Regions from separate parts of the Mus musculus genome. Here all the other regions are linked to region 1. The links are chromatin contacts, called in public Micro-C, capture Hi-C and promoter capture Hi-C maps. All regions are on one chromosome and are shown on one strand. The core of a region is the stretch at or near the end of the contact, and the rest is flanking DNA. Distances in the headings are between cores, read along the strand shown.

The links. Promoter capture Hi-C pulls out the DNA fragments that hold promoters and counts their contacts. Hi-C and Micro-C count contacts between places; a contact is called where the count stands out from the background. Capture Hi-C pulls out chosen DNA fragments and counts their contacts.
Region 2: a capture Hi-C map of macrophages shows a contact between it and region 1, with 6 times the contacts expected there. The contact joins the promoter of Rngtt here to the promoter of Rragd in region 1. A contact is called at or near these places in 15 of 39 promoter capture datasets (the 3T3-L1 cell line, the C10 cell line, the HPC-7 cell line and 8 more), 4 of 484 Hi-C or Micro-C datasets (the N1E-115 cell line, embryonic stem cells and granulocyte-monocyte progenitors), 8 of 115 datasets of contacts at active chromatin or transcription factors (cardiomyocytes, effector CD8 T cells, embryonic stem cells and 1 more) and 2 of 9 other capture datasets (embryonic stem cells and macrophages).
Region 3: a contact with region 1 is called in a promoter capture Hi-C map of the C10 cell line. The contact joins the promoter of Bach2os here to the promoter of Rragd in region 1. A contact is called at or near these places in 2 of 39 promoter capture datasets (the C10 cell line and pre-B cells) and 5 of 115 datasets of contacts at active chromatin or transcription factors (embryonic stem cells, epiblast stem cells, memory CD8 T cells and 1 more).
Region 4: a contact with region 1 is called in a Micro-C map of embryonic stem cells, with 1.9 times the contacts expected there. The contact joins the enhancer-like site here to the promoter of Rragd in region 1. A contact is called at or near these places in 2 of 39 promoter capture datasets (the HPC-7 cell line and embryonic stem cells), 1 of 484 Hi-C or Micro-C datasets (embryonic stem cells), 3 of 115 datasets of contacts at active chromatin or transcription factors (all in embryonic stem cells) and 1 of 9 other capture datasets (embryonic stem cells).

Annotation. Positions count from the first base shown.
Region 1 is chr4:32,981,527-32,984,609 of GRCm38.p6, reverse strand. It overlaps Rragd (Ras-related GTP binding D), which reads right to left and starts at 1,612. Exons shown (of 7, transcript NM_027491.2): 1 at 1,003-1,612. The coding sequence starts at 1,147.
Region 2 is chr4:33,308,573-33,311,925 of GRCm38.p6, reverse strand. It overlaps Rngtt (RNA guanylyltransferase and 5'-phosphatase), which reads right to left and starts at 1,615. Exons shown (of 16, transcript NM_011884.3): 1 at 1,402-1,615. The coding sequence starts at 1,465.
Region 3 is chr4:32,569,571-32,573,180 of GRCm38.p6, reverse strand. Bach2os (BTB and CNC homology 2, opposite strand) reads left to right here and starts at 1,519. Exons shown (of 5, transcript NR_026843.1): 1 at 1,519-1,597. The region is part of intron 3 of Bach2 (BTB and CNC homology, basic leucine zipper transcription factor 2); the gene reads right to left.
Region 4 is chr4:33,268,813-33,272,150 of GRCm38.p6, reverse strand. No RefSeq gene overlaps it. Among named protein-coding and RNA genes, the nearest start is that of Pnrc1, 22 kb to the right of the region's middle. Within about 2 kb of position 1,625, at least 22 of the 459 cell types and tissues checked have an H3K27ac peak or open chromatin away from gene starts, as enhancers often do. A contact at or near this core is called in embryonic stem cells, where this site is marked.

The sequences.
Region 1 (3,083 bases), core at 363-2,862:
AAAAAAAAAGTGGCTGAACGATCGACCGTGGGACTAATTAAGGGAAGTGCGGATGAGTGGAGCGCAGAGGTGCACACACAAGTTTAAATAACGGGGAGCCAGCACTAGTCCTCTCTGGAGAAAAGCCAGGAAATGAGGCGACTTGAAAAGCTGTTTTTCATCTGCCAGACTTAAGTCTTAGTTAACTGTATTCCCTTTCTGATTCACTGAAGTACCTGCCAGACGCAAAATCAAAACTGTCTTCCGAGAAAGGCTTTGTAGAGAGAATTTTAAGTTCCGTTCGATAGATTCTCAATAAAAGTTCTTAAAACTCCTGTCACGGGTACTTTCATTCCTCGGTTTCTTTAGTGTGAGACACTAAAGAGATTAATCCTTTCTCTGGGATATTTACAACTCGGAGAACGTTAACAGCCCCGTTCAACTGACCTTTTAAAGTGACCTTCCGCTTTTGTGGGGAAAAAAAATTTTTTTAAATTAAAGAAAAACATTCTGGAATCCTAAACTCAACTTCTTTGTTGTGTCCCGGGAATGAAATGCAAGCAGCCCCCAATCCGAAAGGCTAACTTCAGCTCCTTCGGCAACAACAAACAGTTGGCTTCAGCGGCCAAGGATTGCTCGCCAGGCGCCCACCCCCGGGTGCGACACGAGATGCATTCAGGGTGTCTGGGGACCTAGAACCCCGCGGTCTCCCGGGAGACGCGGATACCACCTGCAGCGCGGGCCCCGCCCCAGCGCCCCGGTCCCACGCCGCAGACCCTCCCGCGGCCACGGCGGGGAAGAATGACACGCGCAGCTGTGGGCGACCCAGCCGGCACGCTGCCGCCAGCTGCTTCTTTTAGCTCGACATCCGACCCTGCTCCCCGCCGCCGTCTGCAGCCCGGCCGCTCCCCTCCCCCACCGCAGCGCCCCGGACCCGCGCGTCCCGCATCCCCCCCACCCCCAACACACACACACACATCGCTCCCAGGGCGGGGACCGCGAGCGCTCGGCCGGTTGGCTCACCTCCCTCCTCCGGCCCGCTGTCCAGCTCGGCGTCCGAGGACTCGGGCCCATCCTCGTAGCCCGCCAGCCCCACCAGCTCATCCTCCTCCTCGTCCTCGCCGCCGTCCTCACCCTGCGGCTGCGGCTTGCCCAGCACTTGGCTCATCACGCCCACGCTTGCCTCCAAGGTCCCGCGTGGGCCGAGTGGCCCGCAGCGCCCTGGGGCCGCGCCTGGTGAGCAAGGGGGTGGCAGTGGAGCCCAGCCCCCTCCCTGCCGCTGCTGCCCGAGAAGCCAGCCGGAGCGCGGCAGTTCTCCCCGGGAGCGCGAGGGAGTGACTGCGTGACCCGAGTCACCTGACGCTTGTCACACACACACACACACACACACACACACACACACACACACACACACACGCAGCACCACCGGGCGCGCGCTCGCCGGCCGCAGCCACCGCTTGCTCGGCCACACACGTTCTCCCCCTAGAGAGAATTCGGGTGTCCAGAGCGCACTGGCCACCGCCCTCGGGGACTTCTGCTCGCTTTCTCTGCAAGCGTGGCCCGGGGACCACCCGGACCCTGCCGCCTGCTTTCTGCAGTGCCCCTGGCTTGTGCTGCGGTCTTCAGGCTTTCTACCCACACCCTACCCACCTCCACCCCACCCACCTCCACCCCACCCCAGTCTACCCCACCCCCACTAGGCTGCCCCTCAACTGTGCGGTACTCAGGCCCCACCCCCACCGCCACTCCAGCCTGCGGGAGCTGGGAGAAGTGCACAGTGGTGGGGTAGTTTCCATAGCAGCTGCCTCCTAAAGTGCCTTTTAGTTCAAAGGATTTCCCAGCAAGAATACTCCAAACTGTGGTCTACGTAGACATGTTTCCGGAGAAGTCACATGTCTCGTGATTTATATATAAACATGCTATACTAAATGATTCCTTTGCAACCTTCGGGAAAACCTAAAGTGTATAACGCCCTCGGGGCTTCTTATGCCCCAACTGCTATTGTCTCATTGGTGTAGTCCCACGTGTTTTAGGGCTTTTGTGGGAGGTGAGGGGCAGCTCTCAGATTGGAATAGAAGCGATGTGGGATGAGGAGGTGCTCTCCTCCTTCGCCAGCTGCTCAGCACAGTGTGAGCACCCTTTTCTGGGGTGGGGGGTGAGGGAGAGAAGAGGAGGGAGGGAGGGAGGGGGAGAGGGAGAGAGAGAGGGAGAGAGAGAGAGGGAGAGAGAGAGAGAGAGAGAGAGAGAGAGAGAGAGAGAGAGAGAGAGAGAGAGGAGAAAGTCACGTGCATAAACTTCCTTCAGTTAAACAGCGGGCCAGCAAGGTGATCCGGATCCTGCAGGTGCCAGCAGCTCAGCAGGTGGGGAGAAAGGCAGCTCAGCCTGGACACTTGCGGCCCGGGACAGGGCTTCCTAGGGGTCCTCGGAAAAATCTGGGTAGGAATAGGGTTACTAATCCGTGACGCATGTCCTGGATTTCTTCTAACTGGGTGGCTGCTTTCAACAGGAAAGCTTCTCCAAGGAGAGGCAGTAGAACTCTTGTCTGCATGGTCAAGGTCGTTCCTATGCCACATACAAAGATGTGAACTGAAAAAGGCTTTTGAGCGAAGAAACAGTTTTGCAGATATATAAGCAGCAGAATTTAGGGAGTACAGTCAAAGATTATCAGGTGGGAAGCTCACACCACCTCCAAATTTAGTGGGAGGAAGTGAAGGGAGCCAGTTCTGTAGAGCAGCCAGGTAGCAGCACCCCCACACCACCCCACATCCCCGCCCCCACCCTCCCCACCCTCTGGCCAAGCAGATAACAGAAGAGGGCCCTGGCTGCTTTCCTTCTTCCTATCTCTGTGTGGTCTCCTGGGAATGACTGCCATTGGTCCAACACACCCAGAAACCCGTGGGCAAAGGAAGACTGAAACCAAGTGGAGGCCAAAGGGTGGATGGAGAAAGCCGACTCTCGTTACTCTCCCCACCGGAAGGAAGCAGCCTTTTCTGACCCTCATGAGAACACCTTTACCACAGAGTTGGTAGACGTTTCAAATGAGCCATGACTCTCAGGTGCTCTCAGAACTCATTTCTCACTGGCGATTTTACTTCTATAGCGAA
Region 2 (3,353 bases), core at 366-2,865, 330 kb before region 1:
CATGGGTACAAGTGTTCATACAAGTGTTACATCCACATAATGTAAAGCAACATAAATAAGAGAGGGGGGAGCAAGAAATTTTGAAGGTGGCAAAAATTCTGAGACTCCCTAAATTTAATTCCAAATGACGCCAGAAAAGATACCCAGTTAACCACCACATCCTGACCCACGCATAACACAACTGTTTCTTCCTATATGTGCTGAAATCTTCACATAAGCTCCATCCTAAAACTTCCTGCTTTGTGTTACCCAGCACAGCTTTAAAACAAAAAGTTACAGTTTTAATATACAGGTTTTAGCTCAAGAGTTAAGAAAAAGCCGGGCGTGGTACACGCCTTTAATCCCAGCACTCGGTAGGCAGAGGCAGGCGGATTTCTGAGTTCGAGGCCAGCCTGGTCTACAAAGTGAGCTCCAGGACAGCCAGGGCTATACAGAGAAACCCTGTGTCGAAAAAATACAAAACAAAACAAAAAAAAAAAAAAGAAAAAAGAAAGAAAGAAAAGAAAAAGAGAGTCACTCAGAATAAAGACAACCAGAAAGCAAGGGTGTGGGCTTCTAAGAGAGTGTGGGTACCAGCTAGCTCCTCAATAGGGAGCCACAGCTCACTGTATTTTGCCTGGTGTTCAGATAGCTAAAAAGAGAGAAAGGAAACGCTTATGTCTCATAACTCCGATAAGGAGACTTAGCAGATCTTTGCAAACACCTGCCCGATAATTACTCTATAGCTGAGTAAATCCTGTGAAAACAGAACTTGTATTCCTTCCTCAATTTTAATCACAAAAATGTTTTTGGCTTCTAGGTCCAGCAGACAAAGTTCCTAATTGCTATCTAACCCGGTTGCTGGTAACTGTGGAGCCTGGTCCTTTAAAGTTACCATGTGCGATGTCTCCACGGATTCAGAGAACTGTGCCTCCGTTATTTCATGTGTATTCCCTGGAATACATGTGTGTGGTCCAAAACTATCAAACTGTACACTTTGAAGTCACTGTTCTTTTAGCCAAGCAGTGACCCGAGCCTATAATCCCAGCTCGCAAGTTCGGGGATGAGTCCACTATACGTCAAACTCAAGATGGCAACATTCCGCAAAAAGTCAATTTTTAATAACAAAACCAAAAGTCCCCCGCTATCCAGCCTCGCGTCTCTTTAAGCTTTCCTTCAATTTCCAGGCTCACACCCAGCTACTCTCTTTCCGAAAACAAGTCTCGCCAAGACAGCGAGACCCAGTCTCCAAAATATCACAAAGAGGTTCACAAACTTTAAGCTCTAGAAGCGTCTGGTCCACCTCCGGTCCTCACTCCTCCGCCTTGCGGGAGTCCCGACTGGCGACCACCAAGCGCGCGGTCCCCCAGGCCCGGCCGGCGCAGTGAGATTCGAACCCTCCCGCAGCCCCCTCCCGGGTACCTGCCACCGGCTGACCGCGCCGCGGACAGTTCAGCCACCGCGGCGGGATCTTGTTGTAAGCCATGTCTGTGCCGCCTCGCCGATAGCTCCACAGCAAACCAGCCCGGACCCCAACGGCAGCAGCTCTACCCGGGTCCTCAGCGGCGCGCCACTTTCATTCAGGTTCGACTCCGCGGCTCCCGGCGAACCCACAATGCACTGCGACTTCCGCCCCAAAGGGCCCGCCCCCTTTCTTCCGAGGTCAGGCGAAATGGAAGCCCCGCCCAAGTGAGGGAGGGGAAGCTGCTGAGAACTAGATAGGCGGTTCCACCTGGCCCGCCCCCTTCAGCCCCGCCCCTGTATCTCAGGGCGCCGGCCTCTGCCACGCCCCGCCCCTGTTTTGCCTTTGTGAGTACTCTAATGACTGGTGTCTCTTTTTTTCCATCTAAACCGGAGAAACCCCCAAAGTAGAAGGAATCCAAGCTTCTTTCCACCTGTGGACTGACCTGCTACATTCAGAAGGGTATTTCACAGGTGAAAAAGTGCTTTTCCGTTAATCATAGCTCAAATTTGATGTCTCTGCTGGATCTGGGTCATTTGAGAATCCTCCCTTTACCTGCATCAAAAAGTCCGGAAAACCAGAGTCTAGGTTATTATAAATGAGTTTTCTTTTTTTGGCGAAGTGTAGGGGACGTGCTTCCGACGACCCATAAAACATCAAAAATTAGTTCCAGAAGCCTTAAGACTATCATTTCTGGAGCAGATGGTTTTGATGTGGTGTTTGTTTGTTTTGTTTATTGCTGGTTTTCACCTTTTTTTTTTTTTTTTTTTTTTTTTTTTTTTTGGTTTTTCGAGACAAGGTTTCTCTGTATAGTCCTGGCTGTCCTGGAACTCACTTTGTAGACCAGGCTGGCCTCGAACTCAGAAATCCACCTGCCTCTGCCTCCCGAGTGCTGGGATCAAAGGCTTGCGCCACCACACCCGGCTTCGCCCATTCTTGAGATTTAAAACACCATATGAAAAGCTGTAGCTATAAGCTTGGTTGTGGGCCACTAGGAGCAAGCTGGTTCTTCCTTATAATCCCTTCAGTCATCAACTTGACATGCCTGAGAAGAGGAAACCTCGATTGAGGACCTAATTGACCTGTGGCCCTGTCTATTGGGCATTTTCTTGATTGCTAATTGTGGTGGTTTGACTGTGCTTTGCCCATGGGAAGGGGCACTGTTAAGTATGGCCTTATTGGAGGAGGTGTAGCCTTGTTAGAGGAAGTGTGTCACTGTGGGGTGGGCTTTGAGGTCTCTGTGTGTGTGCGTGCGTGTGTGTGTGTGTGTGTGTGTGTGTGCACGCGTGCGCGCACGCACGCACGCTCGCACATGATCAAGTCTGGCAGAGACAGTCTCCTCCTAGCCGCAGTTGGATCAAGACATAGAACTCTCAGCTTTCTCCAGCACCATGTTTGCCTGGATACTGCCATGTTTCATGCCTTTATGATAATGGACTGAACATCTGAACCTGTAAGTCAGCTACAATTAAATGTTGTCCTGGTCATGGTGTGACTTCACAGCAATGGAACCCCAAACTATGACACTAATCAATGGCAGAGAGCCAAGCCATTCCTGATCCGATGGGTTAGTGGTTCTCAACCTTCCTAATGCCGAGACCCTTTTAATACAGCTCCTCATGATATGGGGCCCCAGCCATAAAATTATTTTTGTTGCCACTTCATAACTTAATTTTGCTACTGTTATGAATTGTAATGTAAAAATTTTTTAATTTTTGAAGATAGAGGTTTTCTAGGGACTTGCAACCAGGAGGTTGAACACCAAAATCAACTGGCAAGGCTGTATAGGGAAGCTAGCTGAGCAAGCCAGGGATGTCAGCCTGAGTTTCTCCAGAGTTCCTGCCTTCAGGCTCCTGCCCTTGCTTCCTTTCTTGATGGACCAAAAGGCCAAAGAAATCCTTTCCTCCCGAAG
Region 3 (3,610 bases), core at 270-2,769, 410 kb after region 1:
TTGGCCCCAGACACACACGTGGTACAGACAGACATACACACAAACAACTATAAAATAGAAATAAATAAATAAAACTCCACAACAATGAAGAGAGGATATCACAACTCTGGAGGTGTCTTCTCTGTTGTTTAATTTTAGTATGTATTATTTTGTAAGAACGGCAACTATGGAGACCTGATGCAGGGAGTGGTCCTCATCTATAAACACAAGAAGTGAAGGTATGGAAATTAGGAATTCAAGGTCATCCTTAGCTACAAACTGACAAACTGAGTTTAAGGCCAGCATGGGCTACTGAAGACCCTAATTGTTTTGTGTGAAAACATTGACTTTGTGTCTGATGCAGAAGCTGAGAGCAAGCCCAGGCTCTCTCTCTCTCTAGGGCCTTGTCAGTCTCCATGGGGTTTGGAGTTCAGGTCGGTGACATTTTTAAAAAATGATTTATTTATTTTATATATTTGAGTACACTGTCACTGTCTTTAGACACATCAGAAGAGGACTTCAGATACCATTACAGATGGTTGAGAACCACTGTGTGGGTGCTGGGAATTGAACTCAGGACCTCCGGAAGAGCAGCTGGCGCTCTTAACCACTGAGCCATCTCTCCAGCCCCAGGTCTGTGACTTTTAACAGCTTCTCTCTGCCCTTCCTTGCTAAGGCGGTGCTGATGGTTTGGGAACTTCTGCAGTTACATCTGTTTCTGCAACTCCTGCACAGTTATGACCTCAGCAATCTTAGCACTTGGGAGGAGGTGGAGGCAGGAAGATTAAGGCCACCCTCAGAGGCCTGTGGAGTTCCAGGCCAGCCCAGGCTATTAGACCCAGCTCAGGTTGCTTAGGTTTTTTTCTCATATTCAATTTCTTGGCTTGGCCAGCAGATGGCAATGTAAGCCTAAATGTCATGTGCTAGGCTAACCTTTAATACTAACACCAGTCAGAGAGGCTAAACTTACAAGTGTATGTCAGTCAGGTGTGTTGTGTTACACCTTTAATCCCAGCACTTGAGAGGCAGAGGCAGGTGGATCTCTGAGTTTGAGCCTAGCCAAGGTTAAATACCGAGAGCTTGTTTCAGAAAAACTCAACCAACACCCCCACCCCTGCAAGAAACCAAAAAATTGAAAGCGGCCACATTAAATAAAGTAAAAACAAAACAAAACAAAACAATCCAGGTGAGTTTCATTTTAAGAACATGTCATTTATCCCAGTGTATAAAATATTTCTAATGTAATCTATACAAGTTATTTACAAAAAATTCAATGATGAAAAATTAAAATCTAAAGCACATTTTATTGTTCCAGTATTGTTCCACAATTCAGATGGGTCCCCACAAAAGGCTTGCTAGACATGTGTAGGACGTGCCCAGGAATCTTACAGATCTCTCAGGAAAAAGAGTCACTGGAGAAAGCATGTGGGCCTGGGTTTATTGGTGAAGAAAGCAACTTCCTGTTAGGATTCAGAGGGTGGAGTGTTGAGTCTGTGTTCTTTAAGAGGTCAAGGGTATGGCTAGTCTGCCCTGAATCTGGGAGTTATCTGTTGGTTGCATCAGATAGTCATGAGGCTCAGTCCTGGTATTTGTGCCCAGTTGATCACCATGCACAAAGGTAAGCACACTAAAGAATCATTTGCCTTTCCTAGGGCCGGGTGAAAATTCTGTCGGGTTACTTCCTAGCTGTGCACTTACTCCATGTGGCACTTACTATGCCTCCCATGTGGTGAGTGCAGGCAGGACAAATGGCTCCTTTGCAGGCTGTTGGAAAGGCCTTTGCCTGTGGGGCTGTTTCTCCTAGGCTTCCAATGATACAGTGCACTGTTTATCTCCATTTTCCAAGCTTTGGATAACAGACACTCAGATCCTAGATGGTGCCCCAGCAGCACACAGGTCGTCAGTTGGAGACATAGCACCTGGGCATCACAAAAGCTGTGCACCCTTGGGGCTCAGGGGACTTCTATTTCCACTGACAGCAGAGCCATCTTACTTCAGCTCCAGACTGTATTTGCTTACTTGCAGAAAGAAAACATGCCACAGAGCAGATCACAAGGAAAGTCTAAAGGGCTTCCGCACCGAGCGCTACTGTATTTAAAGCCATCTAGACAGCAAACACAGACCAGGTAGACAGGATGGAAGGTTGGCGGGGGAAAGGGAAAATCAACAATGGCAGTGTCAAAGTCCTTGGAGCAAAAGCAAACCACACATGGAATTTCATCAGGGATTGTTGCAATCGGGCTTCGTTTTTAAAGACGGTCAGTGGAGAAGAAAACAGTCAGCCATACATCTTCTTCTCTCTCAGGGGGAAGGGAGCCCTCACTCTTGTGCTGGGTTCTGTTTGTAGATCTGCTAGCCACACAGCAAGGAGGAACTTACACTGACCAGCAGGTGGGAGCACCTGCCTTGTTCCTCAAGGGATGCGGAGGCTCAACCTCAGCCCTCGGCTGTTTCCAAGGCAACGGGCGGGCATTCCTGGAGATGAGGGGCAGCCCTGGGCCTTTCCAGAGGAATATTTTCACAAGCTTTTGTGTGCATCCATGTACCCCACACAGGGCTGAAAACTAGGTAATGTGACAACGTCTTGGAAAGCCGACCAGCTGCGAGAAAGCTCACGCCTCTGCTCTTTCCTCCAGGAGATTAATACAACGTACACAAGCTTGTACAGCTTGCTGTTTGAGTCAGTGCTCCTGCCTAACATATCCTTCCAGACGGTACTTCTCATCAGAGGTGTTTACTCTCTGGGTCCCCAGAGACAGCACAGAGTAGACAATATGACACAATGAAACATTCTGCTAACTCTCGCCCCCACCTGTCCGAATAGCCTGCTGTTATGGCCAGTGGACTCTGGGCAGGGAGGCTGCACGGTAGACAGGCCTGGGAGATTTGTAGGCGATGAATCTCTTTAGTTGTGGACTGCTTTGGTTTTTGGTTAAGGCTTGGAGACAGAGGAATAGTCACTGAGTCAGCAGGCCAAATGTGAAAGAGGGTACTATTGGCCACTGCTGCGGTTTGCACAATATGTTCCTGTTGGTCATACCAGTCTTGCCAAAGTGCTGACTCTCTCCCTGCCTCTGGAACCCACAGGAAGTGCAGGATTAGAGGTCATTTTTCAGTATGGGACCTACACTGCTCGCCAGCAATGCCCGGAGGAAGGTTAGACTTTGTGGGAGTCCCAGCTTTTTAGCAGTCTGTGAAATCAATTCCTGCAGTTTGTAGCCAGGGACCCCTGACCTAGAGATGGCAAAGGGCAGAGAACCTTCTGCATGAGACCTAACCTGCCTTCTCGGCACACTTACATGGCCAGAGAGAAAACCTAGACAGGGAGGCTGGGAGATCACTGCTGCCTAACGACTGCCCACATCCTGTAGCCTAAACCATTTCCCTCATTTCAATTAAGATATCACTGAAAAGCTAATTTCCTATAAAGAATTCAAAGATGAGACAAAAGAGGAAAAGTTCCTGCTCTTAAGCAATGCTTATTCTGCCCTGGTGCATTTCTCTACAATGTTTGCTCTGCACAGTTTTTATGGAATTGTGACAGTGACACTCTGCCCATCTCATCCCACCAAACTTTTAGGCACACATTTCACTTGCCCGTTACCTCTGGTTTGCTGGGCAGAGACTACTG
Region 4 (3,338 bases), core at 376-2,875, 290 kb before region 1:
CTAGAAGTTCAAGACCTCCCTTGAAGTAATGCTCCCCTGATCTTTACCCTGTGTAGCTTCACCTAGACTCCAAAACTTACTGACCAGAGTAGAAAGAAAACTTACATGACAGGAAGTGGAATGTTCCTCTGCCAGCTTATTTTTTTAATACCCCCACTCCCCACCTCCACTTAGGAAGTCCCACCCCTCAGCCTCTCCTGCCCCTTCCCCATCTCTGCTGGAAACAACGCCCCCTGCTCATCCACTTTCCCCTTCCCTGGTTTCATTTTCACTTCTGGACACAACCTCGGCATTTTCCATTTACTGTAATCCCAGCACTCTGGAGGCTGAGGCAGGAGGCTTGCTGTGAGTTTCAAGCCAGCCTGAGCTACAGAGTAAATTAAGTTAGTCTGGGCTACAAAGCAAGACTGGACTCAAAGTTTTTTAAAAATCCCATTTATAGACACTGAGTATGTAAAAACAAAGTATTTGAAAAAAGTAGAGGAACCCTATTATTATTAACAACACGGAGATGATTCATTTGGAAAACAAAATAAAATTTGAAAGTCAAGAATGCTAGCCTGTAAACCTAGCAGGAGGATCAGGCATTTAGTTTATCCATAGGTACATATGGTGTTGAAGGCCAGCCTGAACTACATGAGACTAAGTGGGACTTACAGAAGTTTGCCACCAACCTCACCAATGAGGTCACATATGAAACACACACACACATATGCATACATGTGCACGCACACACAATTTGTTTATGGTGAGGATGTGGATTTTTGAGACAGGGTCTCACATAACTCCGGCTGGTCTCAAACTCCTATGATGGTTTGTTTTGACTGGCACTTTGATAGGATCTAAAATCACCTAAAAGATGGGACTCCTAGTGTACGGCCATAATGGCCCAGGGTTACGAAGGAAGGTTTCAGGGAACTTCAACACTGGATACTTCAAACATCAGAAGGCAGGAGTTGGCTACCCCCTCCCATCCTGGCCCCATAAAGCCAGCTAACCCACCAGCAACCCTAGGAATGATTTATCACCCTGAGACTTATCAGGTTTCAGTCCTTGGTTGACCATATAAGGTTTGTCCCTCCCAGCTGGGACTCTACAACCCCTAAGTATGTAGATGGAGCATCATCCAACATCCCTGCCTTGGCCAAAGGGGCACAGTCACATAACCCTTGCCTTAGAGACCCTGGCCACCTCCCCAGGAGCATTAATATCTGCTTTACACCCCCCCCACACCCCCAGCAAATGAACCAGTGCCCTGAAGCTGTTCCCAGGTGTGGGTTGCGCACACACTTGTCACTGTCACTGACCAAGCTCCTGCACTATGCTCACCCACGCCTGGCTAAGTTTCTTGCCGACATTCAGGCCAGCTCAGTGCACAAGGGGCCTGACTACCATAACAGAGAGGCAGACACAGGTAGCATCCTAGCATGGCTGTGGGGGGTTTCTTAACTATCTTATTATGCGGGAAGACACATCTTAATTGGGCCTGGGACTATTCCTTAGACGGGATCCTGAACTGTGTAGAGGGGTTGCTAGGTAGTAACAAGTATGCGTCGCTCTCTTTTTCTGAGACTTAAGGCTGGGAACAAGCAAAAGAAACTTATTCTATGTACTACCATTTCGTTTTCAGAAACTAAACTCAAGGTCCCAGGCCCTAGGGGAGCTGAGGACTTCCCTATAGCGGAACAGCTTGTGATATAAACAGTTGTCTGAGTCCAGACATCTCAGGGACAACTTGTAAGTGAAAGTATAACAACATAAAAACAGAATTCTAGGCCTTTAGGCCCAGGCTTGGGAATGTGGCCTTTGTAAAGGTATGCTAATCATAAAACACATAGCGACATTCCTCCACCCACCCGCTTCCTGGGTTCAAAGAGTGCTCATTCAAAGAAAGTCACCCAGAACCTGCAATGCAAATGTGCTATTGTTAGGGGCTCTTAGAAGCAGTCCTGAGAGTTAACAATTACCAGGTATTCCTTGTGACTCTTGTAACTTTACACTTCCTTGTGACTCTTAACTGGTATCTTTGGTATCTTCCAACAACGCCCTCCCCACTTCCTTAAGTTGTGGTTTCTTCTTTTAAATACCCCCTTACCCAGCTACTCGGGGCGCCACGGTCCTCTACCCCTGTGTGGTGTATGACCATGGGCCCGAGAGCGCTCTTGAATAAAAATCCTCTTACAATTTGCAGCAAGACCCGTTTCTTGTGGGTGATTTTGGGGTGTCGCCTCTCCTGAGTCAGAACGTGGGGGAGCCCTCACATTGTGGGTCTTTCATAAGGAGACAGTTGTCTGAATCCAGCCATCCCAAGGACAACTTCTTCATCTTGCTGGCAGGATGAAACAAGTTCAAGTTTCCAGGCCTAGGAATGAACACCTAGCCCACTTCTCCAATGTTTTTGGTTTTTTGGTTTTTTTTAACAAAATAAAGACTATAGAAATTGCTGTTGTCTAAACCAGGGTGCATAAGTTGTAAAAATGCATAACCAATCGCCTGTTCTGCCCTAATTAATTACATGCAGCTGGCCTGCTCCTTTGTCCCCTTCTCACTCTGAGCGCCAGACATAATGTCTAAGAGAATGAATTAAGGACCTCGAAGCCAGGTATCTTGGATACGGATACTACCTTGCTTAACCCATACTGTTAAAATACAATTGGAGCTCCCCCTCCCCCCAGCCTCCCCCTTGCTTTGTGTTCCCATGCTTTAAAAATGTTGTACACTCTCCCTTTAGGGATACAGTTGAGATTCCCAAATTGCGCGCCTTCTTGAGTACTCAGAAAATAAAGCTTTCATTTTAAAGTTTCCTTGGCTTAAACCCTGATCCCAACAAATGTGATCAGCTGCTTCAACTTCCAGCTGCCTTGACTTCCCCTGCACGACGGGCCAGACCTTCAACCAGGAACTGAAGTAAACCCTTCTTCCTTATGCTGCCCTACTAGAGTCTTCTATCATAACAACAGAACAAAGCCTAAGACACCTCCATCTGTGTTGTGGATCAGGACGTGAACTCTCCACTGCTGCTCCAGCACCATGCCCTCCTGCCTGTTGCCTTGTTCCCTGCCCTGATGGTGATGGAGCCCTGTGCCTCTGGAGCTGTAAGACCCCAATCCCTTCCTTCTAAAAGTTTCATGGCATTGTATCACAGCAATAGGAAAGAAACTAACTCAGTTTCTTATTGGGATGACTTTAAACTCCTGGTCCTTCTTCCTCTGTCTCCCAAGAGCAGACATTCTGTAGATGCCTGTCCAACTAGCTTTTGTTTCCTTTAAAATTTACTTTGTTATTATTTTCATGTGTATGAGTGTTTGCCTATATGTAAGTATGTGTACCGTGCTCAT